Regions from separate parts of the Gossypium hirsutum genome. Here region 2 is linked to region 1. Evidence: chromatin contacts called from public Hi-C data. All regions are on one chromosome and are shown on one strand. The core of a region is the stretch at or near the end of the contact, and the rest is flanking DNA. Distances in the headings are between cores, read along the strand shown.

Region 1 (6,774 bases), core at 1,291-3,790:
CTTTTCAGATGCATCTTGTATGAGCTTGGTCTACCTAATTGATCTCAACTCTTTTTCTTTTTTTTTTGATCTTTGGCTTGCCTTGACCTAGCCTTCAACCTCGACTTATTAACATTGTTTTCGCATTCTGTGATTTTGTTGCGATTTGATCATCTCTGAAATTCATCATTTTAAGCCTGACTTCTGTTACCTTTTCTCATTTCACTGATATCTACATTGCTGTTTTGATATGCAATTATAGAGCAAAGATGAATTGTACTCTACACAGCAAGATATTCTTCTGCAGTCTGTCCAGATTATCAAGAAGCATGGTGCTACATTGGGCAGCACATTCCAATGTCCTATCGGTCAGTGATGCTAAGAGAATGAGATCTTTTGCACCCAAGTTGCAGTTTATGCGGTTAGACGTCTTCCACAACTTGAATATATCTTGAGATACAAATCGTGTTTGGTGATTTCGTGTTTTTGCATTGTTGTGGGACTGGAGGGTCGCCATTTTACATGGATTCATGAAGAAATGGGTATGACTAAAGGTGTTCGTGGTCTGAGCTGAGTCTTAGTTCCAAAAAATCCCTACCCAAGCACGGTGTGCTTATGCCCCTCCAAAGGCCTATTTTACTGTTTAAAAACAATGTTTTTGTTTAAATTAATTATAAAAAATATATAAATACTAATATAAAATTATTTTTTATATTTTTATAATTTATAAACCGTAAAACTGGCACAGTCTCTGAGGTTGAAAAACATAAACTCAAGCCCGGCCCAAAGCTGGCTGAGCTGCCCGGCCATGAACGCCTCTAGGTATGATTTGATAAAGGATTTTCTTTGCATATATATGTTTTGGTAGACAATAGCACGCCGTAGGACTAGAAACCACAATTCTAAGTCATGTGAACTAATATTTTATACATCGGCAATCTAGTTGAAAATGTTTTTTAAGAAAGAAACTCTAGTAGTATGTTGTACTGATCGGGGCAACTATGAATTTGGTGTCGTTTAATTTCATGCCATTGCAGTCATTGGAAATGGTAATATAACATGGGACAACATATAGGGCAAGTCAAATTATTTAAGTGGACATTAAAATAAAACGGAAGGTACCTAACATTTTGTCCGAAATAAATAACTTTGCATATCCTTCATTCCTCCATTTTTGTTTAATTTGCAGCTCCATTTTCCTTCAGGTACTCCACAAATCTATTGAAGTAACTGTCATGCAGGTCTCGGTTGCCGAAAACTTGAGCTGCTTCCCTAGTTTGGATTCTTAGTTTCTCTCCTTCTGCGGACACCATTGCAAGTCTCAGAGCTTTAGCTATATCATCCCGGCTAAATGACCCGTCTTCACTTCTCTCTATCTCTACACCCAAACCCTTGTCTACCAGAAGCCTTGCATTCAATGGTTGGTCTATCACAAAAGGTAGCACCACGAGAGAGTGTCCGAACTGCAGTGTTTCGATAATCGAGCCCCACCCGGCGTGACACAAAGAGCCCCCTATTGAAGAGTGTCCTAGTATCTCCAACTGCGGTGCCCAACCGATGCAGACCATCCCTCTCCCTCGCGTACGCTCTTGAAAACCACAAGGCAATGCATCGAGTTCATTGAAAGCCCAGTGGGGTTTCCTTAGTGCCCATAAAAACCGTAACCCCGATAGTTCCACCCCATATGCTATCTCATGTGTCTGTTCTTTGCTTAGCTTGCACTCGCTTCCGAACCCTACAAACACAACTGAGTTAGGCTTTTGAACATCGAGCCACCTAAAAATTTCACCGGTTTGTCTTCCTTGGGGTTTTTCTGGTAGTAGCAAACCAATGGGAAACACTGGTTTGCTGCCATTGCCGGTTATCTTCTCGAATGCGTTTAAGTACTCAGCTTCATATTCAGGGCAAGTACGAAACGCAACAGCTTTAGATGCCTGTAAAATTTTGTGAACCCTGTCAGCATCCGATATCCCGGAAGCATTCTCCCCATGAAACCCTTCGTGCATGGCTGTAGCTAAGGATTTAGGATAACGCAATGGAGAAGAAAAACCAAACCACTCAGGCGGTGACATCAAACTTTCCGGGGATGACCTCGTCAACGTCTGATTCACAAAGAAACTATAAACTGAAGCCGAAAAAACCGAGAAATTAATGAGAGGGATATGTTGTTCTTGAGCTATTTCCACCATCCAATGAGGAATCACATCGATCAAAATCCAATCTGGCTTTTGATCTATGACGAACTGCTTCACCGGTTGACGAAGCAGATCGTATGCAATCTTCAGGTACTGGATTTTCTCGAAAGGGATATCGACAGTCGCCTCACAACCTTCGGGCAGCTGCTGCTCATCGTCTAAGTTTGGCAATGGAAAGACCAACAAGTCTAAAAGGGTTGCTATGTTTGATGGAACATTGGGCAGTCTTTTAATGTTTCCGGGGGTTGATATGAAGGAGACTTTGATACCAGCTTTGGCTAATTGTAAAGCGAGTTGAAAGAAGGGTATAAGGTGACCAAAAGCTGACCATGGAACCATCACCATATGCAAACGTGTAGTAGCCATATCTGTAGCCAAGGCAATACCCTGAGTCTAACCAGCCAACACCGATATAAGGGGGAAAATTTAAGAGTTAATTGCATCAAACCTCTTAAAATTATTGGCCAATTTTACTTTGGTCCTTAAATTTCAAAAACATTACAAACCAATTCTTGAATTAAAGTACTGTTCCAATCGAGTTCAATTGATTTATTTGATGATCTACTCAGGGTAGTTGCCTATGGTACACTGACTCTCCACAAAGTACAAAAAACTAAACCCTTTGAGGGACAATATTTTCAATTGTTAGGGAATTGATTGACTACTCGATGGACAGCACTTTGAAGATTTTTTTGGAAGGAGTTGACTCCCTCAATTAATAACTAAATTAACGAAAAAACTTACTTAAAACAATATTTTTATTTTATTATTTTATTTATATATTTTAAATTTTAAGGATGAATTTGCAAATTAATTCTTCAAGGTTTGGTAAAATTATACTAATAAATAAATATCTAAAAATGTTTTTGTTTTATAATAGTATCAGCAAGTTGGATTTCTTAATCTGTTAATATTAGTGCATTTGGCCGACAAAACTTTTAGGTTACTTTCTGTCGGCAGAAATATGTAAGCAACAAACCCTTTTTGGTTAAATTATGGAATAAATAAATCCAAATGAGATCCAAAGCATTTTTCTTAATATATTAATGTCACCCTTGGACTTATTTAACTTTATCGGTTGGGCACCACTTCTTTTCAGCCTCACCTGTAATGGAGAATGATGGATCGGTAAATATTATTTTTATAATAAATTATTTCAGAAATTTTAAATGAAATGATAAATTTTAGATTTTTTTAACATTTCTATGAATTATTTACCAATTTAAAAATTTCTTTTTATTTTTGTGACTAAATTAAAATTCGATTTTGTTTTAATGATTAAATTGAATTTGTAGCTATTAATGAGGGGTTAGTCTTGAATTAACCCTTTTTGTTTCATTTTTAAGAGGATGGTGATGTACGTGTGATGTTATTGTTATTATTATTATTAGATTTCTATTAGGATTGTTTTGTGATATGTATTACTAGGATACTTATATACAACTTGATTAAATTTCCAGTAAAATTAGTTGAAAATTCTTGATTAAACCCCTAATAACTTTTTTTACAATTTTTGATGATCTTCCAAAGTTAAAACAGGGGAACTCGAATCCACTCTGACCTTATTTCACAAAAATTAATATATCTCAAAACTAGACTCAATAATCTTTAATTTCATATTTAATTCAATCTCTAATCTATAATTTTTGGTGAAGTTTCAAAGTTAAGTCACTGCTGCTGTCCAAACTGTTTTAATGAAAATATTTTCTTTTGTACTATCTTCCATTCAATCACGCATAATTGTCATACTTTTAATTACTATACAATTTAGACACTTATGCTTATGTGTAGATTACATATTCATTTCTTAATCTTAGTACTTTTCACCATACAAATCACATTCTCTCTTACCAATTTAGTGTTTTAAGTCTCTATTCTTCATCAAATACTTTCTATTTCTAGTATTTAGATTAAGTACATCTCACTCAAAATATCTTTAACTCAATCTATTGAAATACGAGTAGGTTTAGTTTGAAACTTACCTTCTTTGTCAAGAATTTTTTCATTTCCATGCATTTCTCATCTTCACCACTTTCCTTCCTTTTCCTTCTCATTTTCTCCACTTTCATTTTCTATTTTCTTGCTTCTAAATTGATGAACATATTCTCTAAAATTTTCAAAAATTTTGGATAAAAAGGTAAGTTTTTATGGCAAATGACTAAATTGTAAAGAAAAAAATTCCTTTCTCACCCTTTCACTCACGTTGGAAGGATGATAATTTCCTTTCTTTTTATACTACCATTTTCTAAATAAAATAATAATAAATATCTAAGTAAAATAATAAAAAATAATATTTAACTGATTAATTAATTAAAATATCACCTAAATATCATCAACATCATCATTACATTCTAAAATTCTCTCTCTTGCTAATTGACCACTTTGCCCTTTATAATATTTCAAAATTTTATCCTTGAATCATCACTTAATTTGGTAAGTTACGATTTAGTCCCTCACAATTCTTCACCTATTCAATTTGGTCCCTGCATGCCAATTCCATATCTTAGTAAATTGGTTTGTTTTCACTTTTGGTCCTTCAACTTTCTTATTTTTACACTTTGATCCCTTAAAATTTAAATATTTACACTTGAGCCAAAAACTTTTCACATATTTACGATTTAGCCTTTACTTTAAATCAATATCCTAAAACCTACTTCTTAATCATCATCATCATCATCAACAACATCATTATTATTATTATTATCTTCAATATTCTCTTTTATCATCTTTATATCATTTTCTCATTTTACCGAAAAATCAATTATACATTATTCAATTTATTACTACTTTTATTATATATCAATTTTAGAGATGTTACATTCATACCTGTGCCATAGAACTTTTTGCATATTTACAATTTAGTTCCTTCCTTAATACATTATATCATGCTTCTTAATTTAACTCTCTTTTGATATATTGCGACTTTCATTTGCTTTGATCTTATATCTTATTTCGCTAAGATTTTATCTCATATTATTTACGACCAATGGGGTTTTGAGGATGTTACAAAAGTCACCAAGTATTGAATTAAAAAAAAATTCACTAAGTACACTTAAATCATAGTAAAAGTATTATAGAAGTTCTTGTACTAAAAGTCAAATTGTATTTTGTCTCATACTAAAAAATGAGTAAATTAATCTTTATACGTTAGATCAAAGAATAAATTGATCTTTCTATTAAAAAATTCATCCATTTCTACTGTTAAAAAATAGTCTCTATATGTTAATATAAAGTACCTATGGCACGTCACATGTAACTGTCTAATTATTGTCATCTATATCAGTTTTTAACAATAAAAATTGATAAAAAATTTAATAGAAAGGATCGGTTTGTTCTTTAATTTAAGATACACAGACTAATTTATTTATTTATTTAATAAAAGAAGCAAAATATAACTTGACCCGTAGTACAAAAGCTCCATTTTAGTTTTACCCTTAAATGGCATATACAAACACACAAAAGTCTCAATGAATTGGTTCTGTATTGAACTTTACAGATTCTCTATAGATGAGCTCCTTGATGATTTCTTCGGTAAACAACGGTTGCTCAAAATCAAAATTGAACGGCCTCGGGCAAATGGGCTCTTCGTTGATGTCGTAGAAAGGTGCCAAGTACGGGTGGCATAGAGCCTCTTCGACTGCAACGAAAAAGGATGTTAGCAAAAGGAGGATAAGAGATGATTTGGTTCGATTTCCCGATGCTTGTTCCGAACTAAGCATGGGATCGGAACTTTTGCTTGAAAGAAACTTGGAACAGTGCTATTTTGAAGTAGCATAAAGAAATAAGCAATTTATAGTACCCGTAATGCGCCTATGGGGATCGAAGATAAGCATCTTCTCGAGCAAATCGACAGCACCAGACGAGCTGTTAGGAAATCTAGCAGAAAATTTTTGCTTTGGATATTGCGGAAGCTGTCTAACATATCTTCTAGCGTTCTCGCTTCGAAGGAAACCAAGACTAGAATCATCGGGTGAACCTATAAGCTATATTCCAAGGAAAAGGAAATTACGTAGTGTCAAAGAAAAAACAGCACTAGAAAAGAGCAAGGAAATAACGATCACGCAGGAAGGTAAGTCAATATTGATTTTACAGAATTAAGCTAAACGGGTCCGAGATAATGCATTTTGCATGCAAAGCAAAATCGAACTGAAAACCTTATAATAAAGGGGCCACTAGTAACAGACCATCCGAAGAGCTTTCGGGTAGTTTCTCGGGAGATCGTAGATAACATACCTCTGTGATAAGCCTCAACTGATGCACATAGTCTTTTCCGGGGAAGAGGGGTTGTCTAGTCATGATTTCACCGAGAATACAACCCACCGACCAAATATCGATTGCGGCAGTGTATTCAGAACAATTCAGAAGCAGTTCTGGTGCCCGGTACCAACGAGTAACCACATATTCTGTCATAAAATCAGTTTCAGATGTTGCCCTCGCAAGTCCAAAATCTCCGATTTTAAGGTCACAATTCGCATTCAGAAGCAAATTACTCGGTTTTAAATCACGGTGCAAAACATTTGCTGAATGTACGTATTTCAGCCCTCGTAAAACCTGATATAGGAAGTACTGCAAAACTAACAATGCATAATCAGCAATCGTC
Region 2 (7,704 bases), core at 4,174-6,673, 280 kb before region 1:
CTGCTATTTTACAAAAAAAAAACATAAGCATAAAAAAAATGAAAACAAAAGAATTGCAACCACCTCTTGATTTTAAAAATCCTTTGTATTTTCTGTTCCCCCTTTACAGATTTGAAATCGGCCTTTTATAGCCGGAATGGAGAAGAAAAGAAAAGAAGAAAAAATCCAAAGAAATCTATTCTGTTATTTGTTGGCCTATTGCTGCCCGATTTTTGCTATTCTGTTCTGCTTTCTCTTCTTTGTCGTATTGTTTGTTGTCGCAGGTATAACGTGGCATGAAGCGGCGCATGTTGGGGAGGGTCGTGGTGCGAGATTCGCGGCGGCGAGCGAGGACGAGCGGTGCCAGCTTGCTGCGGCGCTAAGCAGAAGCTAGGGTTTCTGCTAGTCTGTTTTTTTGTGGGCTAGGTTTAGGATTATTGGGTTGAAAAGGTCTGGGCCAATTGGGCCTTATTACAAATATATTTTATTTGATTTTAGTTTAATTATAAACTCGATTGCGATAATTATTCCTAAATATTTGCAAACATTTTTTGTTCAGAAAAATTACGAAATTGATATGATTAAGAAGTGAATATGTAACCTTAAATTATTAGTAACTTTACATTGTGGTTACTTTATTTTAAAAAAGTTGCAAAATAATTATTGAACTATTTGAAAGTTTCTATTTAGTCATGGGCTGTCAAAATTGTTGATGTATGGTCTTCTATATTTGCATCATCTGCACTAATCGAAGGTTTTATTTCCTGTTCTTTGTCGCAGATCAATGATCATTAATTTTCTAATGATTTATTTAACTGAACCATTTAAACTAGTCAATTTGATTCGGTGGTCTGATTGATTCAGCCACTTGTTCGGCTTTCAAAATTTTATTTTAAACATAAAATGATGTTATTATATTTAGGGGGAATATGACTTGAGAAGTAAGGACTGTAGATGAAAATATACTAATTTTGAAGCAAAAATAGTCAATATTTCGGACTTATTATATTGATCGAAAAATACATTAATTTAAATTGTAATGTAATGAAAATTTTCAATATAATATAATACAAATACATTAACTTATTAAACTTGTTTTTTTCTCTAATATTCGATTTTTTAAAATATCACTTTGGTACTAAACCAAGGGTGAAGCCAACAAATTATTAAGGGGCAAGATTAAGTTATATATTTTTATGAGAGCTAAAATGCAATTTCATCATTGTATTGGCTTATATATTGATAGTTTTCAAAAAAGACTAAATTAAAATTCTATCATTTTTTGAAGGCCAAATTATAATTGCATTATATATTAATTTAAGATTTTATACAAATTAGGGACTAAAGCACCAATTTTCCATTTGAGGGGGGAAGGCTTGCCCCCCTCTTTCCCTCTTGTACTAAACAAATAAGGAATCTAAAACTAATTGAAATAGACACCAAACACTTGGTGGCCATATTTGAATGTCATAGTTTAATATTAGAGGCATATCTGTTACAATAAAAAGCACAAAATATGGCTTATCACGTGGCTGTCTTTAATACTTCTCAAACTTTCATTTAATGGTTTTTTTTGTTTCAATTTTTGTTGTATTTATCTACCTACTAAAGAAAAAACTAATATGAAATGGTAAAGCCAAGAAATTTTTGTTGGAGGGTGGATAAAATTAAAAAAAATTATGTTAGAATATTTTAAATTCATTTATTAAATTTTATGAAGAGTCAAAATACAATGCTTTCATTTAACAAACAAGCTTAAAAATTATAAATTGATTTATTAAAATTTACGAAAAGCTAAAAGTGCAATTTAAATTATTTAAACAAAAGATCCTTTCATTTCTTTGCTCTCTCTTAACCTATGTTTCTACGTTTGTAAGAAGATAATTCCAAATATCAATTAATGTTTGAATCACAATACAAAAAGTAATTTGTCAAGACTCGATAACCTTGCAAAAAGGATCTAGAGCAATTGAGTTGGGCCAATAAATGATCCATTAAATATTCCAGCATGCCAATACACTAATATTGTCAAATAAACAACAAATAATCACATATTAGTTTGTTCGAACGTTAAGTATAAATATTTAAGAACAGTTCTAACCTCGACCATTTTTCACTCTCTTCATCATTTACTTTCAAAATCTATCTCCTCTATTTGTTGATTTAAACATCTGAACATCTTGATGTACAAAATTTGATATTTTCAACGCTTATCAAGTGTGAATTTAATGGGTAATGAAGGGCTTTAGCCCTCTTTCTGATAGAAATTTGTTTGTTTAGTCTCCTCTAAATTAATAAAATTATAAATTAATATAATGATAAAATTATACTTTGACCCTTTAAAAACGAGGAAAAAAAATTAGTTCCCTTAAAAGATGATGAAATTATCAATTAATAAATATAAAATTAAATTTTGACTTCTTAAAAAATTATAATTAAATTTCGATCCCTCTAAAAAGGTTTCTAGATTCATATCGACACTTTTGAATTCACAATAACACTCAAATTCTAGACCCAGTTAAACAACCAAACACCTCCGAACGTAATTTGCAACTAGACTACATCAAATATATATATATATTAGTTTTGAAGTATGCTTATATAATTTATACATAACATATTTTTTGAGATATCAAATAATTAAACATAAATAGGAATAATTATATTATAAATAAAGTAAACATATAAACAATAATATTATTAATTATATAATAATGAAACCAAAAAAAAAAAGATTTATTAAAAAAGCTTACGAGCTCCCTCACAAATTTAAATGAATTAAATATATTTTTTACTAATTAGTTAATTTTAAAATCTTTTTTGTTCGACTTGATAAATAAACATTTGGCATGATATATTTAATATATATTTTTTATACATGCTAAAGTGTTTATTTAGAACAAAATAAGTTTACATTATCATTTTTTAACAATAAAATTATATTATCTTAATCATAGATTATCGATTTTGAATATTTGATATCAAATTTAGGATAATTTTTTTCCAAAACTTTTAGGATAGATTAATGAAAATCTGCGAACAAAATTAAGCCCTACTTGAATGGGTGGTGCGTTTATCTCCAGTAAAATTAAAAATAGCAATAACAGTAAAATTAATTATTGTAGTTGTGAGGTAAAAAATTTCACCGTCCATCCAAAGAGGCTTAAATATTATGTAATTATTTTAAATAATATATCACTTTATTAAATTTAAGCTTATTATATTATCTTATGAAACTCATAATAGCAAGGCTGAAGTAAGGAATATTGAGATTTTATATTTGAGTTTTATTGTGTGTAAATAAATTGTGATTTTTCTTCAAATTTTATTTTAACTTTAATTTTATATTTTCAAATATATTTTAATTATGAATTCGATTGTGATAGTTACTCCTAATTATTTGCAAACATTTTTCATGCCGAGAAACTACGGAATGGATATGAATAATGAAATAAACATGTCATACGTGTAAAGCCGTTATTGGTGGAAACTTTTACTAAGATTATTATTGGGTAAATTTCACTCAAGGTCACTAAATTATTTGTAAGTGTACGTTTTGGTCACTTAATTTCAAAAAATTACAAAATGGTTACTAAATTATCTAAAAACTTTCATTTAAGTCATTGGGTTGTTAAAATTATTGTTGTATGGCATTCTTCATTTGCACCATCTATATCAATTGAAAGCTCTTCTTTCCCTTCTCTTTCATAATTTAGTTTCTTTTCTTCTTCCATGAATCAACTTTATTCTCCAATTCACTGTACTGATCATCGAATTGGAGTAGAGGTGAGCAAAACTTGAATTGACTCGAATTTTTTTTTTTTTTAAATTTCGAGTTAATCAATTTGAATTGTTCGAGTTATTTAGTTTTTTTTTGAGTAAACTCCAATAAGTAACTTGAGTTTTGAGTTCGAGTCGAATTGAATTTTACAATTCAAATAACGCGGATGATTTGAATAACTCAAATAACAAATTGGTGTAAATACCCATTTGGTTCCTATCAATCCTGAAAATGAGCAAATTGGTCTCTTTCAACAAAAATTAAAAAAATCAAAATAATTTTCAAAAAATTTAAAATAAAATTTAAAGTTCAAAATACTTATAAAAAATCCAAAATTTATATATTTTTAAATATTATAAAAATTCTAAAAAATATATAAAAAGTTAAAAAAATTCTAAAATAATAATTTTGGGACCTAAATTAGAAATTAACTATTCAAGTTTATCATACTAAAATATTTTTTTCTCTTATTTTGCTTTGTAAAAGTTTTCAAGCATATATGTTTTCGAATTTATGTGCTTTAACATGAAATTAGCTATATAATAAGAATTTAATTTGACATATTTAAAATTTTAATTTAACTTAGAATAATTTCATTTGATTCACTTGACTTGAATTTTATTTCACTCGACTCTATTTAAAAAAATTTAAATCGAGTTAGGATGATAAAATATGACTCATCAACTCGATAATTTTTCACTCGATTTGAAAGAATGCACACCCTTACCTTGGAGCTCACTAGTCAGACTTAAAAAAAAAACCTAAAAACCCAATAATTTAAATAAAAATAATAATTTAGTGACTTAAATGAAAACTTTCGGATAATTCAATAACTGTTTTGTAACTTTTTGGAGTTGAGTGACTAAACTGTAAACTTACTAATAATTTAGGGATCTCAAGTGTAATTTAGCATAAGTAATTTTGAAAAATAATAAGAGCTAAATTGATAAAAAGATGTCAACATTAAGGGTAAAATTTGACATTATACCAAAAAAGAATAAGAGCCAAGTTGAAAAAATATGTAAACGTTAAGGGCTAAATTTGACATAATGCATTATTTTTTTGGCACAATAACTTTTTTGGCCCTCCTACTTTACAAAAAAAGAAGAAGGTCATTTTAGCCATCCATTTAATTTTTTTTACTCTTTTTAGTCCTTAAATTTGCATTTTTGTCAAATTAATGTTTGTTAACTTTGCTGATGTGGCATACACGTGGATCTCATGCCAAAATTTAATTAATTTTTTAAATTTTAAAATTTTTTATACTTTTTAAATAATTTCAATGAGTTTAATTTTTAAAAAATAATTAAATGCTGATGTTATTTATGTGTATGTCACGTCAACAAAGTGAAAAGATATTAACTTTTTCACCAATTTCGGGGTGGTTTGAGAAAAAATATAAGTTTAAGGGCTCAAAAGGTCAAAAATTAAATAAGGGTTAAAATGATTTTTTGTAAAGTTGAAGGGCTAAATAAGTCATTATACCTTTTTTTCCAAATCTGTTGCGTCAGATATTTTCTGGGCATATTGAGGGTGTTCCTGTAAATATCAATAAAAACCAAGGGTTGAAATTTACATGTCATACCCTTCCGTAAATTTCTAACCATAGGCAGCCACAGTGGAGCCCCACCTTAAAGGTAAAGCACTAAGCACTAAGCACCAAAAGGCAAAGAAGAGAAAAAAAAAATAGAAACAAAATATTTTGAAGAAAAATAACCTCACTAGGGTTTGACCCGAAAGGGGAATTTTTTTGCCAAATTGCGTGAAAACCCTGAGATAGAGAGAGAGATTCGTGGTGAGTGGGGGCAGTGAGTCGAATCACCGAGTTTTAATTTTTATTCCACAGTTTCCGTCAAGTTCGCTCTCGATTAAATCATCAAGATCTATCTCTCATCTATACCGTAATTTTCGGATTCTTAGAGAGAGAGAGAGAGAGAGAGAGAGAGAGAGAGAGAGAGAGAGAGAGAGAGAGAAACAACAAAAAAATAAACCTGAATATTTGATTTGTTTTTAGTTAATTTTCTTTAATTTCTAATTTTGAACGTTGAGATCGGAGGGTTAAAAAAGGGTTTTATTAAATAAAAAAAGGGTTTTTGGAGGGATTCGGGTTTGTGGAAGTGGTGGGGTTTTTTCTTTTTTTTTTTAATTTTTTGTTGTAATAATTTGGAATTCGCGGGGGAATTTTTTGTTAAAAGAAAATTGGGGGTTAGTTTTTTATGCATTCTGGTAGTGGTGGCGGAGGTGGGCCCAGCCGGAACCCGAGTGTGGGCCCGGTGGGTCGGGCGGCATCTACATCGTCCGCAGCTTCGCCATCTTCTTCGTCGTCGGCCGTTTCGACCCCACACTTGGGGTTTGATTCGGTACAACAGCAGCCGCAGCAGCAGCAACAACAACAAAGTCAGAAACAGCAGCATCAAATTGCGTCTAGGCAGGTAAATGGTTTATGGAATTTTAGATATAGCTAATGGAAAATAATTGAATTGAACTTGATTTTGTGAACTCAAGTCTGTTTTTGGTAAATGGGCAGCGGTGAATTGTTGAATTTGGCGGGTTTCGGGGGATTTAATTTGGTGCAATAAATACAATCTCTGATGTCTTACATAAGGTTGATTAGTTATTTGGTAATTCAATTGTGTCCGGGGAACGACTGTAATCAGCTCTTAGGTCTTCAAAATCCTTTGTGGAGATGCAAGTGAAAATCTTGTTAAGTTTTGTTCTACTCCTTTTGAAAGATCCATAAGTTTCCTTTTTTTTTTTTGAGTTACTTGTTTGAAGTATCTAGTTTAGTCAACCCTCGTATCTTTGAGTCATTAATACGTCTGGTACAAGTTAGCACTATGTGTCAGTTTGAGAAGTTCAAGCGTTATATTTTTGTGTTTGTATTTGTTCTTGCAGTCATTACAACAACAATTACTTAGAAAACCTGAAGGAAATGAAGCTAACCAAGCATATCAAGCCAGTGGTCTGCAAGGTCTGATGGGAGGTAGCAATTTTCCTTCATCTCCAGGCTCCATGCAACCGCCGCAAATGTCCAGGAGGTTCTTTGATCTGCCTCAACAACATGCTTCTGCGCAGGACAGCCAGAATAGGAGTCAAGGTGTTGAGCAACAAATGGCGAGTTCTGCTCAGCAAGCTTATTATCAGTTTGCTTACCAGGCTTCTCAGCAACAGAAGGCACTTTTGGCACAGCAGCCAGCTAAGATGGCCATGTTGGGCTCTGCATCTTTTAAGGATCAGGACATGCGAACTGGAAACATAAAAATGCAGGAACTTATCTCCATGCAGGCTGCTAATCAGGCTCAGGCATCATCCTCTAAGAACGCATCTGAGCAGCTTGGTTGTGCTGAAAAGCAGATGGAGCAAGGATCAAGGTCTGCTTCTGAGCACAAGCCACCCGCTCAGGCAACAGTTATTGGACAATTAATGCCTGGGAATGTTTTAAGGGCCATGCAGACACAGCAAGCTCCTCAGACTGTTCAAAACATGGGAAACAATCAAGTTGCTATGGCTGCACAGTTGCAGGCATGGGCACTTGAGCGTAATATTGATCTGTTGCAACCTGCAAACGCCAACTTGATGGCACAGCTCATTCCACTAATGCAGAGTAGGATGGCTGCCCAGCAAAAAACAAATGAAAGGAATATGGGTACTCAGTCATCACCAGTACCTGTGTCCAAGCCGCAAATCACTTCTCCATCAGTTCCAAGTGAGAGTTCTCCCCGTGGTAACTCATCAAACGATATATCTGGCATGTCTGGCTTTGCCAAAACTAGGCCGATGGCTCCACCAAACACTTTTGGGTCAACTTCCAGTGTTGGGGTGATTAACAGTGCTAACAATGTTTCAATGCAGCAGTTAGCAATTCATGGCCTAGATAATCAAGTGCTTCCCAGGCAGTCAGTTGGGCATGGAAATGGGATGCCTCCTATGCATCCTCCACAAGT

What was found. A called contact is a pair of places that touch in the nucleus more often than the background predicts.
Region 2: a Hi-C map of leaf shows a contact between it and region 1, with 2.3 times the contacts expected there. The contact joins the promoter of LOC121224116 here to the promoter of LOC107945950 in region 1. A contact is called at or near these places in 4 of 34 Hi-C or Micro-C datasets (callus, leaf and petal).

Annotation. Positions count from the first base shown.
Region 1 is chrD12:40,124,580-40,131,353 of Gossypium_hirsutum_v2.1, reverse strand. It overlaps LOC107945950 (putative UDP-rhamnose:rhamnosyltransferase 1), which reads right to left and starts at 2,540. Exons shown (of 1, transcript XM_016880119.2): 1 at 993-2,540. The coding sequence starts at 2,540. The coding sequence ends at 1,158. LOC107945948 (mechanosensitive ion channel protein 1, mitochondrial) reads left to right here. Exons shown (of 8, transcript XM_016880118.2): 7 at 242-400; 8 at 1,185-2,712. The coding sequence ends at 355. It overlaps LOC107945951 (mitogen-activated protein kinase 4), which reads right to left. Exons shown (of 7, transcript XM_016880120.2): 5 at 6,408-6,740; 6 at 5,974-6,157; 7 at 5,474-5,811. The coding sequence ends at 5,639.
Region 2 is chrD12:40,409,938-40,417,641 of Gossypium_hirsutum_v2.1, reverse strand. It overlaps LOC121224116 (ATP-dependent helicase BRM), which reads left to right and starts at 5,423. Exons shown (of 14, transcript XM_041106695.1): 1 at 5,423-6,192; 2 at 6,656-7,704. The coding sequence starts at 5,977. It overlaps LOC121224117 (a long non-coding RNA gene), which reads left to right. Exons shown (of 2, transcript XR_005921633.1): 2 at 110-514.